2 separate regions of the Mus musculus genome follow, and region 2 is linked to region 1. Evidence: chromatin contacts called from public HiChIP or PLAC-seq data. All regions are on one chromosome and are shown on one strand. The core of a region is the stretch at or near the end of the contact, and the rest is flanking DNA. Distances in the headings are between cores, read along the strand shown. Region 1 has its middle 38 kb from the start of Gm52008. Region 2 has its middle 16 kb from the start of 4930465M20Rik.

Region 1 (5,935 bases), core at 2,458-4,957:
TTGCCCTCTACAGAGGTGATCTCTCCTTTAGAGAGCAGAGCAGGACTCTAGAGTGCTTCTATCTTCAATCTATGATGAGCTCACTGTCACTCTCAGAGGGGAAAATATAGGGATACAGGAAAGCCACCAAAGGGCTTGGTAAGCCTGGAGGTCTTTGACCTCTCATAGTGGAATCTTCTGCACTAACTTCTGGAATGCCAGGGCCCCACTCACTCTCAGTGGAGACATGTGTGCCAACACACTCTATATATGCATGTGTGTTCATGTGTGTGTCCATATGTGTGAGCACACACACAAGTATATGTGCACATAGAGACGAAGTCAATGGCAGGTGTCTCCCTCAGTCTTACTCAACCTTATTTTTTGAGACAGGATATCTCACTGAAGCTGAAGCTCCTATTCAGCCAGACTCAGTGGTCAGCTGGACTTGGCCTCCTCCTGTTCCCTCACACTCAGTGCGAAGATTACAGCTCAGCTTTGTATGTGGGTGCTGGACGTCTTAACCCAGGTCCCCACGCTGGTGCACCAAGTGTTCAGCTTGCTGGGCTGTACCCCAGCTAACTCAGTGTAGACGACTTTACGTTCTAGAAAAAAAGAGTCTGTTCTAATGCTCACAAAATCCCACTGGGAGAGGTCTGCTGTATCATCAACAACCTTGACTTTAATGTTTAAAACTCTTCCCACAGTCTAAAGTATGTATCCTCTTGGCACACCTGGGCTCACCTGATGCCAGCTTTCAGGCTTGGATACCATAATTGTCCCTAAGAGCCATCTGTTAAACAGCTGAGGTGGGACCATGAGTCCTTAGCTTGGCCTCTTGGAATCCACCCACCTTGCCAGGTGAGCCCGGGTCCTTGCTGGCCTGTCTGAGGAAACCTTCATCCATCTGTTGAGCCCTGGGAACCTCTGGTCCCCACTGTCTCCAGCTGTCCCAGGAGAGGCAACTTGGGTAATAACCATGCTAACGACAAAGCACTAACTGAAGACCCCAGTAACCCTTCGGTTTCCTCCTTTCCCATGGCCGTGGTAATGAAGCAGGGCAGGCGCTGGGGGAGTAATCAGATCCTACTCAGGGTTAGCTAAGAGGTGGTTTGTGGTCAGGTGCCCAGCAGATGGGTTCAAATTACCTGGCTTTAATTTCACCTAATTGGTGGGCTGGATTACCTCAAGCTCTTGAGACTAGGGAGTTTGTGGCTCTGGCTATTAGCACTGAAGTGACTAAACCCCATAGGGAAGAGGAGGGCAGAGGAGGAAAGGGCCTGACCATGGAGACCAGATGACTAGGGGAGGGTTAAGCTCTCCAGCCTCCAACGTGGGCATCTGGTAAGAAGTTGCCATGAGTCTTCTACAGAGGACAGAAGAGAGTTGGAACCCTGAAGGGTGAAGTTGGGTCAACCTTGTCTCTCTCCTATTGTTTGGCTTGAGGTTTTATTTTAGCTATAAATATATTTATGTACTTGTACAATTTCCAAATACTTGCCAGACTGCTAGATTTTAGGGTCCTTCTAACATAAACTTGAGTATCTACATACATGAGCTTATTTAATGCTTAAATAACCCCCATGAGATGTGGACTTTAAATTCTTAGCTCATGGTTGTAAATACTGATGTAGAGGGGTGAACGAATGAAGCTGTTCGCTATGACCGAGGAAGGTCTTACCTCATGTTCACTGCTATAACAGTATACAGGACATGGGATAACTTGTTTTTAGAGGGTAAAAAATTCAAAACTGGGTAGCCACCTCTGGTGAGGGCCTCATGTTCTCTCAACTGACAACAGAAACTAGAAGTGAGTGGACATGTGTGGAGTTGAGAAAAGGGACTTTATGTCAACAGGGGATGTGGGCTATAAATATACAGAAAAGTACTACTCCGTTGGTTAACTCTGCTCCATGACTAAGACACCTCCCACCAGGCCCCACTTCCCCATGCTGCCTCATGAGGAATTAATGCTGTGACATGTGAAGTCTGAGGAGTCAGACTCAGCTCTGTGCACATGACCCCTCATGGGAAGCAGGACTCTGCCTTCAGCCATTACACTTGACCACCTCAATTGTTCTAACTTTCCGTGCCAAGCTCACAGACAACCTCTTCTCTGAGGGCTATGTCGAGGGCCTCCAATTCAGTGAATCCACTGTTTATCTCTCCCTAGTTTGTCACTCATTCATTCATTCATTCATTCATTCACTTATAATCAGATCCTTGAGTCTGTACTTAGCCTGAGAGCGCTATAACACTATATACAAAGTACCGACTAGAAACTCCACACACATTTGTTGACTGACTTAATGTGTAGCCCTGCAATGATTGACAGTTGGGGGTCAGGGGGCTCTTGCACTGAGGGTAGTGTATAGCCTAAAGAGATAATCAAGATGATAAGTACATCCACACTAGGACAGGAGCTTTAACAAGAGCTTTTAGTGAAGGGAACTTTCTGGGAGCCTCAAGGAAGGCATATTATTTACAAAGAGCCAAACGTGGTGTTGGGCACCTATGGAATGTTCCTTGAACAAACTGCTTTGCATTTCCCCACCAAAGATCTCCTCCATGGAGGAGGGGGTGTGTTTGACTTTCAGGGTGGAAGGTATGTCTGTGTCTGTGTTTTTGTGTTGATGTGCATGCATGTGTATACGTGTGTGTTTGTATGCAAATATAGGCATGCAGGTGCTTGTGTATACATGTGACGTATGCACACATATGTCCTTAATTGTATGTCTTCCTGGTTGCTGGTCTATGCCAGACTATGATCAATGCTTTTATAACAGTCTCAAACTAAAAGTCCCTACCCTTTAGTGGGGGATGGAAGGACCCTTCAATAGGGGTTGCATATCAGAAGACCTGCATGCCATCCATGTACATTAACGTTCATAACTAGCAAGATTAGTAACAATGACATAATTTGATGGTTGGAGTGGCATCAGGAAATGAGAAAATCTATTTAAGGGTTATGAAAAGGTTATTAGGAAGATTGAGAAAGGCCATTCTAGAAGGAAGATCAAAGGATTGAAAGCAGGAGAAGATCGTATTGAAACGTCTTCTTGAAGCTTCCAAGTACTTTGAGAAGGGATCTGAGCGACTCTGCAATCTGACTACAGCCTGAGACACACTCTATGGCACATCAGCTAGGAAGACCAAGAGGCAGATAACTCTCTGCCTCACGCCTGCTTGAGAGCTTAAGGGCCCAGAAAGACTGTCCCCTACTGGACTCAGGGCTGCCGGTGTCACTGCCCACATAACAAAAGTACTCTTGGCTCATGGGGTCTGTGATGAAGAACACTCTCACACAGCTCACCAAAGGCTCCATGACAGGTGAACCCTGGACAGCCAGCTTCTACATCTGGGCAACTCTGGAAAACAACGTACCCAGGGGGTTGGTGTGACTTCCACAAAGGAATAGTTTCTGCAAACCAGGTCGTGCCCATCAAATGCCCCAGAAGACTGGGAATGCGCTCGTTTATCATACGTGAGTGTGCACTTGACAATGGCCATTTGTGCCTTCCCTGTGTTATGTAATTATCACCACAGCCAACTGAACAGCTCTCACCCTCAGGCCCCTGCGCTTCTCAGGTGGCCACTGACAGAGTTCGGCCCCCAGACAGTTTAACCACACTGGGGCCACCTGGTACTTGAAGTACCTCAAGGGCCTTCATAAAACTGCTGGGTGACCACAAAAGCAACCACCAGTTCCTCTGGCGCCAGGCCCAGCAGTAAGCGCCCTCCCTGAGGTGGGGTGGGGAGGCTGAGGAGGGGAGAGGAAGATGATATAGCACTTTGCAGCTTTGTCCCTACCAGTCGGGGGATAAGGGCCTCCAGGCAAGTTGTCACTTCTTTATAGAAACCTGCTCGGGTCAACCCGTGGAAAGTCCCACCAGGAGAAGAGTGCTGGAGTTCTGTTCACGCTCTATGAATTCACTAAAAGTAATTTGTGCCTGTCAGGCACTCAGAAATCACATATAGGATGTTAGAAGGCCAGTGACTCGCAAGGAAAGAGAATGTCCTCACAGACAAAAGTCCCCATCTCTGACCCTTCCTGGGCAGCCTGAAAGGGACAAAGTCCATCCTAAAAGCTAGGCTTGTGTGAGGTCTTTTTAGAAGGGTCTTGACCTTTGCAGGGCTTGGACATTTAGGACCAACCATGAGCCTATGTTGACAATTTTTGTCTCTTATCTAAGTCTTAGGTCACCCCAGATCTGACTGTCCACCTCAGTGCTCTCTACCACCCATCCATCTGTTTATTGGAAACCCATAAAGCTCTGATAAGTAGCCTAATCACAACCTGACCCCAGGTTTGAGCCCCAAAACCATCAGACTATGAGGTTAGGGTGGCTGCCCTTCCTTCCCACCTATCTTGCTTCAATGTACACACAAAGCTTGGAATATACATTCAAGCTAACCCTCAGGTATACAGCAGCAGTTGCCCAAAAGGCCACACTGAAAAGCCCGAACTGGAAGAAGGGGGGACTCTGAAAAATCACTGACCCTCGATAACAGTAAGAAAGGCATAACTCCTTGTGTGTGTGTGTCTCAAGGCGAGAAAGGAGACTCTGGTGCCATATGGTCTCAAAAGGACACTCGACCATCAAACAATCAAGAGCTAGGAAGTAAAAAATGGAAAGCCATAGAGCAGATGATAGCTGCGGGGCTCCACACACCTCACACAGAGTGCTCTGCCTTCCTCAGATAATGTGGTACCCATGCTTCCTCATAGGAGAACAGCATCGGGCAGACGAAACTGACTGTTTGCATCTATGAAGAACTAAGAGTTAAAGACAAAGTTTCCATGTGATAGCACCCTTGAAGAAAGAAGAGAGAGAACCAGAGCTCGGGGCTTCCCATGCCCAGGTCATTGGTACCATGACTCTGACTACAGCTCCTGGACACAGAGAAAGAGGTAGGAGAGAGGTATGAGAAGGACCCAGGGCTTTACAGTCAAGGCAGGGCTTGAGACATTCTCGGAAGGATGGGGACAGGCGAGCTACTGTACACAGCAAACGAGATGAAAGGCAAGAAGATTCCAGGAATGAACACACAGAGCTTCTGAAATGCCCCGGCGTGAGGGCCCACAGTGGGGCTCAGAGGAGCGGGGGATGAAATGGTCCCTGAATGAAGCCCTTCCTCTGTGATCCAGAAACCTCTGCTGGCCTTCACCCTGCCGGTTTCACGGGAGGTGTTTTCCCATTACATCACAACTTACAAGTCAGATTCAGCCTAACGCCTTGGTTATTTATCTGAAGGGAGGACATTTCAGAGAACCTCGTATTGCTTAATCAATCAGACTGAGTGAAGGACAGACAGACAGCACATTTCTACCATGCCGTGTTTCTGATACACACCACTTTAACAGCGTTGTCTGTGGTTTCAGTTTGGCTCACCTTACCTCCCTCCTGGTGATGGAGGAGATGAGGGCTGGATGGGGAAATGTAAAAAGAAATAGTCCAACTGCAAGTGCGTTTACTGAGCACTTCCTGTGTGCTCAAAAAAATGCACTCAACACATAACCCAAAGAAACAAGGCTTTGGGCCCAGAGCCTAGCTTCTGGCATTCCAACCACATGGGTATCTGTTCTTCTCCAGCTGAGGGGATGTCTCTGGCAAGTCACTGGGACACTCTGAGCCTCAGTTTCTCTCATCTTTGAGAGGAGGGATGATCACACACACCCTGCCCTCTCTTCACAGCCTGCAAATGGGAGGTAAACACAGGAAATAAGCTTTGGGGGTGGGGTCTCCTTAGGTGGCGAGAGGGAGCTGGGCACCCTGCCCTTCTGCAGATCCAAATTCCTTCTCTTCCTATGCACCTGATGGATTAAAAACATCTGACTAGTTGTTAATAACATTACAATTATTGCTACCATTTGAGACAGCATCTCATGTGTTTCAGGCTGGTTTTGAACTCCCTGTGTGGCTAAGCTTCTGCTCACCAAGTGCTGGTTTACAAT
Region 2 (5,914 bases), core at 893-3,392, 600 kb before region 1:
TATCTGCCCTGCAGCCAGGATGTCTCTCCCCCCACCATCCCGGTCTGCTCACACAGTGCACAGGCTCTGTGTGCACCTCTTGACTCCCAAGCTCCTGGACATTGGGTCATTTGCTTCTTCACACACTAATTTGCTAGTCTCGGAGGGAATTTGTGAATCAATGAAATAAAGTGAATGAATGAGTTCATTCAAGCAGTAGCTACTGGTGATCCCCCCCCCCCCTTCCCCCGTCAGACACTTCAAATATCTTGATAAGATTTTTCTCTTCTAGCTCTGGAGATTGAACATAGGACCTTGTGTGTGCTAAGCAAGCACTCCATCACGGAGCTGCATCCCCAGCCCAATACTTAGCTGAAGAGCAGCCTCTGGGCTTTGGAAACAGAATGCAGTAAAGGAGAAAGTGACTTATTCTTATGCGGGTATGGAGGCGAGCAACCCAGCTGGTGGAAGGCTCTTCTCGAAGGGTGGACCCAGCCACAGACTAAATCTCACCTTGCCTCTGGAAGCAGGCTGATAGACTCACCATGTTCTACCAAAAGCCACTCTCTGCTATATCTGCTGCACAGGGGTGATGGCCTGGTTGGGGAGCATTCGTGAATGGGCTGAAGAGAAGAGAGAATTCCTAGGTCTCTGGGGAATGCTGGGGTTCTCATTTACCAAAAGGGAAGCATGGTGTGTCCCATCTCATAGACACAAAGCTGATGTTTATAGAGGCAAAGGGTTAAATGGGCAGCAAAGCTGGAGGGGGACAGGACACTAAGGTGTCCCCTCCCTCCCCTGCATGGCTTGGGGCTGGACCTTTCTCGCCTCTGCGTCTCAGTCTGCCTGATTAGAGAGCAGGGGTAGTGATGGCCTACCTGCTTCCTGTCCTGGTCGTAACGATTACACTGCTGTATCCTTCCCGTGTGCAGATCTGTATAGCACAAGCTGGCCAGCAGTTAGCCTGTGTTACTATTACCACTGGTCCCAAGAGAGCTTGGACTACAGACCCAAACCCTCAGATCCTGTTGCAAAGGCATGCTGACTGGCCCAGGGAGCTAGCTTTTCAGCCAGCCTAAACTGTCTTTCGAGACTCTGTTGAGATGGTTAAAGACAAAAGCAGGGAATCTTGATGCTGAAAAAAGAGAGGGGCAGGGGACGAGGGGAGCGGGGGCTTTTGGAACTTTCTGTGGAGCTTCTTTGGAAATGCTGGCCTGGCACCCATTGTCCCTCTTGCCTCATCTGCTTGGGCATTGCAACATCTGACATGTCAAGGAACACAGTGCTGTCCTGGGAGAGCAGCCTGAGTCGTGGGAACCCGGGACGGGAGCGTCCAGCAGTTGGGGCAGGGCCTGGATGGTGGGGCCACAGTTAGTCAGGGGCCTGGCAAGGGAAACCCTGGTTGTGCAAGCACAGCTCTGACAGGAGTGTCCCTGGCCTCTGTGGAGACAGGACTCTCCCGTGTGCCTCAGGGAAGCAGGAACTGTTGCTTTGCCTGTGAAGGGGCACCAGGCTCAGCGAGGAATTTGGGGGCCTCTAAGCAGAAGGGGAGACTTGGACAAACCACCCTCATTCTGTTTCTTTCTCAGCTTTCTGAATGAACCTGGGCTAGTTAACCAAGTCTGGCAAGTGATCAGAGGGGCTTTCCACCCATCGTGCATCTCAGCTTACTATCTGACCAAGCCTGGAGGCCAGTGGGGCCCAGTGGCTGAAATGAGAGGAATGAATAGATGCATACGTTATCAGTTGGCTCCGCCCCCCGTGCAACCCACAGAAAGCAGACCGGATTTCTGTGTGAAGCTGAACTATGGGGCAGAGTCACATTCAAACACAGGTGCTTATTGCACGCTGCCTCCCCCTCTCCCCCATCCAGAGTGCAGATCATCCCAGAGAGGAAGAGTCAGAGGATCGGGGCAAACCAATTACAGGCCTTTGTATATTTAGCTTTTCACACCGAAAATGCTTGCGGGGGGAGGGAGATCCTTTGAAATCAGGAACATCTTGTTGGGTAGTGTTGATGTTGTTTTTGGAGGCAGGGCCTGGCTGGCTACGGCAGCCAGAGATGCCGTACAAAGGGCATATTACCAGTATACAAGGTTATGCCTAATTACCTGAGATAGCCTCTTCCACTGGGTGAAAATCAGTTGTCATCAGTCCGGGATTAATTACAGCCAAGGCGGGTTTTCAGCTCATGACTCAGGGCTGACTCAATACTGGGGCAGAAGCTTTCCATGGCCTGGAGCTGAGGTCCCCCCTCTTTTTTTTCCTGGAAACGCCTAAGCTGGCTGCCAAACTCCTGGACAACAGCTTCAACCTTTTCTGGGAGGCCCTACGCCCCTAGTTAAGCTCTTGTTTCTGTGCTGCTCATGGGGGGCGGAATGGGGGCTGTGGCTAGCTTGCTTTCAGCACCCTCACCCCATACTCCCCCAACCCCCCCCACTACTCCACAGGGAGGCAGTTGTCTGCTTCTCTTGCAGCGTGGGAAGAAAACTGAGTCTCTGCTTTGGAACAGTGGAGGAAGGATTTGCACCCAGCGCTTCCTGACTTTGAAGTTGATATATATATATATATGTGTGTGTGTGTATATATATATATATATATGCATGTATATATGCACATCTCAGGTTTAAAAACATGTGAGGGAACTTTTCCCAGTCTGGTTGAGATGACAAGTTTGGTTTTCCCGGTCTGGAATCCACAGTGCCTTTCTGGATAGAGTGAGGTGAGAGTCACATTGAGTTGGCACCGATGGTATACAAAATGGTACCAGATAACAATCTTCTACTGCCCACCAGGTGGCAGGGATGGCAGAGGGTGACCCTCCGGACTTTGAACAACTCTCAAAGAGAGAGCAAAATCTAACCCAAGGGAAGATGTCCTAGAGTGAAGGGCCACCACTGTGAATGTAGCACCGTCCTCAAGGACACCAGAGGGTGGATGTGAGCTCAGCAGGCCTCCCTTGGGACCAGGGGCCGTTTACACCAGTGTGTATGTGTGTGGGAGATTTATTACCTAGTGGGTATTAGGGCCAAATTGAGCCTGTGAATTAGATCGGGAGAGATCCCAGTAGGGAGCCTGGAAGTAGCCGCTAAGACATCTCCTTTTGGGTGAGAGTAGAAGTCCTGGCTTTCGGCCTTCCACCTTTTCTGATGGGGAGATGGAGTTGTAAAGAACACTAGTACACCTTGTTCACTGTTGTCCAGCTTGGCGTGCAGGATGATGCTTTAGCTCCGAGCCAAGGCTTCTGGCCAAGGCTGCGACCCGTGCCTCCCTGGCAATGACTCTGAAGGCACATGGAGAGAGTTCCATGGTCAGGAATCCCATGGGCAGGTAGCCCATGTTTGCAGGGCAAAGAGCTGAGTGGTTGGGGAAGAATGGATTCAGTTTTTCCCAACTCCCAAATGACCTGCCTCCCTCCCCTCCTCTGACCCCACCCTTCTCCTCCTCCTTCCTGACTCCCGTCGTCTACTTTTCCTGTACCTTCTCTGTCTTCTGTATCTCTCAGTGTCTTCTCCATGTGTATCTCTTTGCTGAGTCATTGAAGGTGCAGACTCTGGGAAAACCCTCATTGGCACCGAGGAAAGTGGCCACTGGTTCAGTCTCGACGCCCTCTGGCTCCCGTACCTGCTTTAGACCTCATGTGATCAGACTATCACTGCCTCCCTCCCACCCTGGAGGGTAACTTGGGCACCACGGTCATTGCCCTCTTTGGTTGCAGTAGCAGGGACATGGGAACCATTCTGTTAAAGGTGCTGTTTAGCCTGGGGCAGGGCTTTGTGTCTCAACTGTGCACTGTGTGCCTCCTGCCTTTTATGGGCCAGATGAAATTGGACTTTAACTCATTTTCCCTCTAGGCCCACAGAGTGGCCAGCTCTGGTTGGGCCTCAATCAGCTTTGTTCCCTTTTGATGTAGACCATGATGGGGAAGAGGGCGGGGAAGGGAAAGGGAGAAGCACTTAACACTTATGGGGGCTGACTCTGGGTAGCACGGTTGTTTTGCATGTGCTTGGAGTTGCTCTTCCTCTTCGGGTTAACCTGAAGGACCGTGTCAGCAGTCAGCACTTGCGGGGAGGTTACTCAGGTTGGACACACAGCGGGCCTTGTGAGTTCCTGTTGTCATGATCCCACAGCAGAGCATTCAAAAGGATAGAGATGTTGAAGCACCTCACCACCTGCGTACAATGAGCCAGAAGTGAGGCCTACCCACTCTGTCTCCAGGATATTTATAGGCTTGCAATTCTACCTGCACCTAACTGCCATATATGCTGGAGAGAGAAGAAGATGGAAGGATGTGGGTGGGCCTGGGAGGGCCATTCCTAGAGACATCAATGACAGAACCACTAGTGTCTGCTTTTCCTGGTCCTGGGGATTGTGCGTAGGTTGTCACATACGCTAAGCATCTCTCTGCTTCTAGGCTTTCCCCTAATCTTAGCACCAATAGGAATAATACTTTTCCCTGCCATGCCTCCTTAGCATAGAGTTGGGGTCTCCTAGTCTCAGGTCAGGGGTGAGATGGGTGGATGTTTCTCCATTCCCACCCTGCTCTGAGGTACACAGGAAGAGGTTCACAGATCTGACAGTGGTTGGGGACATCCCACTGTCAGCTGTACCTGCTACTCTGGTTGCTAACTTTTAGCAAAGGGCCTGTGGTTGCTGATGTCAGAGCCTATCAAATAATTAAGTGTAGGACATGCTCAGCACGGGGTCGGAGTCCTCCTGGCTTCACAGGGGTCTTGGACTTTCATTAATTTACATTTGCTTGGCTGAGTTGCAGAGTGGCTGTCGATGATAGTCCCGTCCATGACCTTGACATACGGGTACAGCAACCATCAAGGGCAGTGGCCTGTGGTGCAGTGGTCAGATGATTGTTGTCTCTCAGCCTGCCATGTGGGTGAAACCAGTGTCCCCTTTTTTTCTCTCTGTCTGTCTCTGTGGTTCTTAGTGTTAAAACTTTCACTTATTGCTTTTCTCCGGGGTCCTGGCAGCAGCACAGGGAGAGTGAGAAGAAGCGAGGAGCTTCCTCAACAGCAAAGACGTTCTGCACAGCTGTCCCAACCATGGCTCTTGCCAAGTTCTAAGTCGCTGTGGTCCCCGAGGGTGCGGAGGTGGGAACAGAGCACAGCAGCCTCTTTGGAGGTGAAATCCAGTTTTCTTCTGGAAAAAAGGGCTACCTCTGATTGCTAGAGAAATAGAGGAAAGTCTTTAAAAGGCTCCAGCACTCCCGCCGGCCCCCAAATTGTCGGCCTCCAACATTTTGATGATTTAAGTGTTGATGGATTAAAAACATGTGGTTCGTGTTTCCCCCGGATTCAAACACACGTTGAACTTAAAGGGAAGTTAAAGAAAGGGAGACTTCAGGAGAGCAGGTCGGGTTTTATTCACTCAGTGCCCAGACTTGGGAAACTTGGCTTGAGGTACTTATGGGTACACCCCCAAATGGGCCCTCACAGGCCTCCGGAAATGTCTTCACTTGGTTGAGAGGTAGTATGCATTTGCACCTGAGGTTGGGGCAGAGGTGGGGGCCTGCTTCCTCCTACTGCTGAGCTGGACCCAAGCCAACTTTATACATCCTTAGACATGGGGAGAAGGCGACATTCTTCGAGTGATGAGATTAACTTCCTGTCTTCCAGGAGGGGACACTCCTACGCTGTACCACACCTCATCCTGATTTTACCCAAAGATCCTAACACTCAAGTTAGTCAGCTTTTACTGAGCATATACTAGGTGCTGTTCTTGGTAAATTCTTGTAGAGGGTGAACCCTTTACAGCTCCTGGCACTCAGACCACTTTGATCCAACAAGCGGGCGCCCCCCTTCCCCCGACCCCCATCTTCTCCGGCTTCCTCCCTCTCCTGCCTGCTTCCTGCGGGGACTGATTGCGGCTAACTAGGACAGGCATGGGAGTCACTTTCATGTGGCATAAGGGCTGGAGTCTG

The links. HiChIP or PLAC-seq counts read pairs in DNA pulled down with a chosen protein or histone mark.
Region 2: an H3K27ac HiChIP or PLAC-seq map of double positive thymocytes shows a contact between it and region 1, with 7 times the contacts expected there. The contact joins two enhancer-like sites. A contact is called at or near these places in 4 of 115 datasets of contacts at active chromatin or transcription factors (the SCID.adh cell line, T-cell acute lymphoblastic leukemia, Th17 cells and 1 more).

The regions. Positions count from the first base shown.
Region 1 is chr12:107,146,378-107,152,312 of GRCm38.p6, reverse strand. No RefSeq gene overlaps it. Among named protein-coding and RNA genes, the nearest start is that of Gm52008, 38 kb to the right of the region's middle. Within about 2 kb of position 3,707, at least 35 of the 459 cell types and tissues checked have an H3K27ac peak or open chromatin away from gene starts, as enhancers often do. A contact at or near this core is called in the SCID.adh cell line, T-cell acute lymphoblastic leukemia and double positive thymocytes, where this site is marked.
Region 2 is chr12:107,748,614-107,754,527 of GRCm38.p6, reverse strand. No RefSeq gene overlaps it. Among named protein-coding and RNA genes, the nearest start is that of 4930465M20Rik, 16 kb to the right of the region's middle. Within about 2 kb of position 2,142, at least 64 of the 459 cell types and tissues checked have an H3K27ac peak or open chromatin away from gene starts, as enhancers often do. A contact at or near this core is called in the SCID.adh cell line, T-cell acute lymphoblastic leukemia and double positive thymocytes, where this site is marked.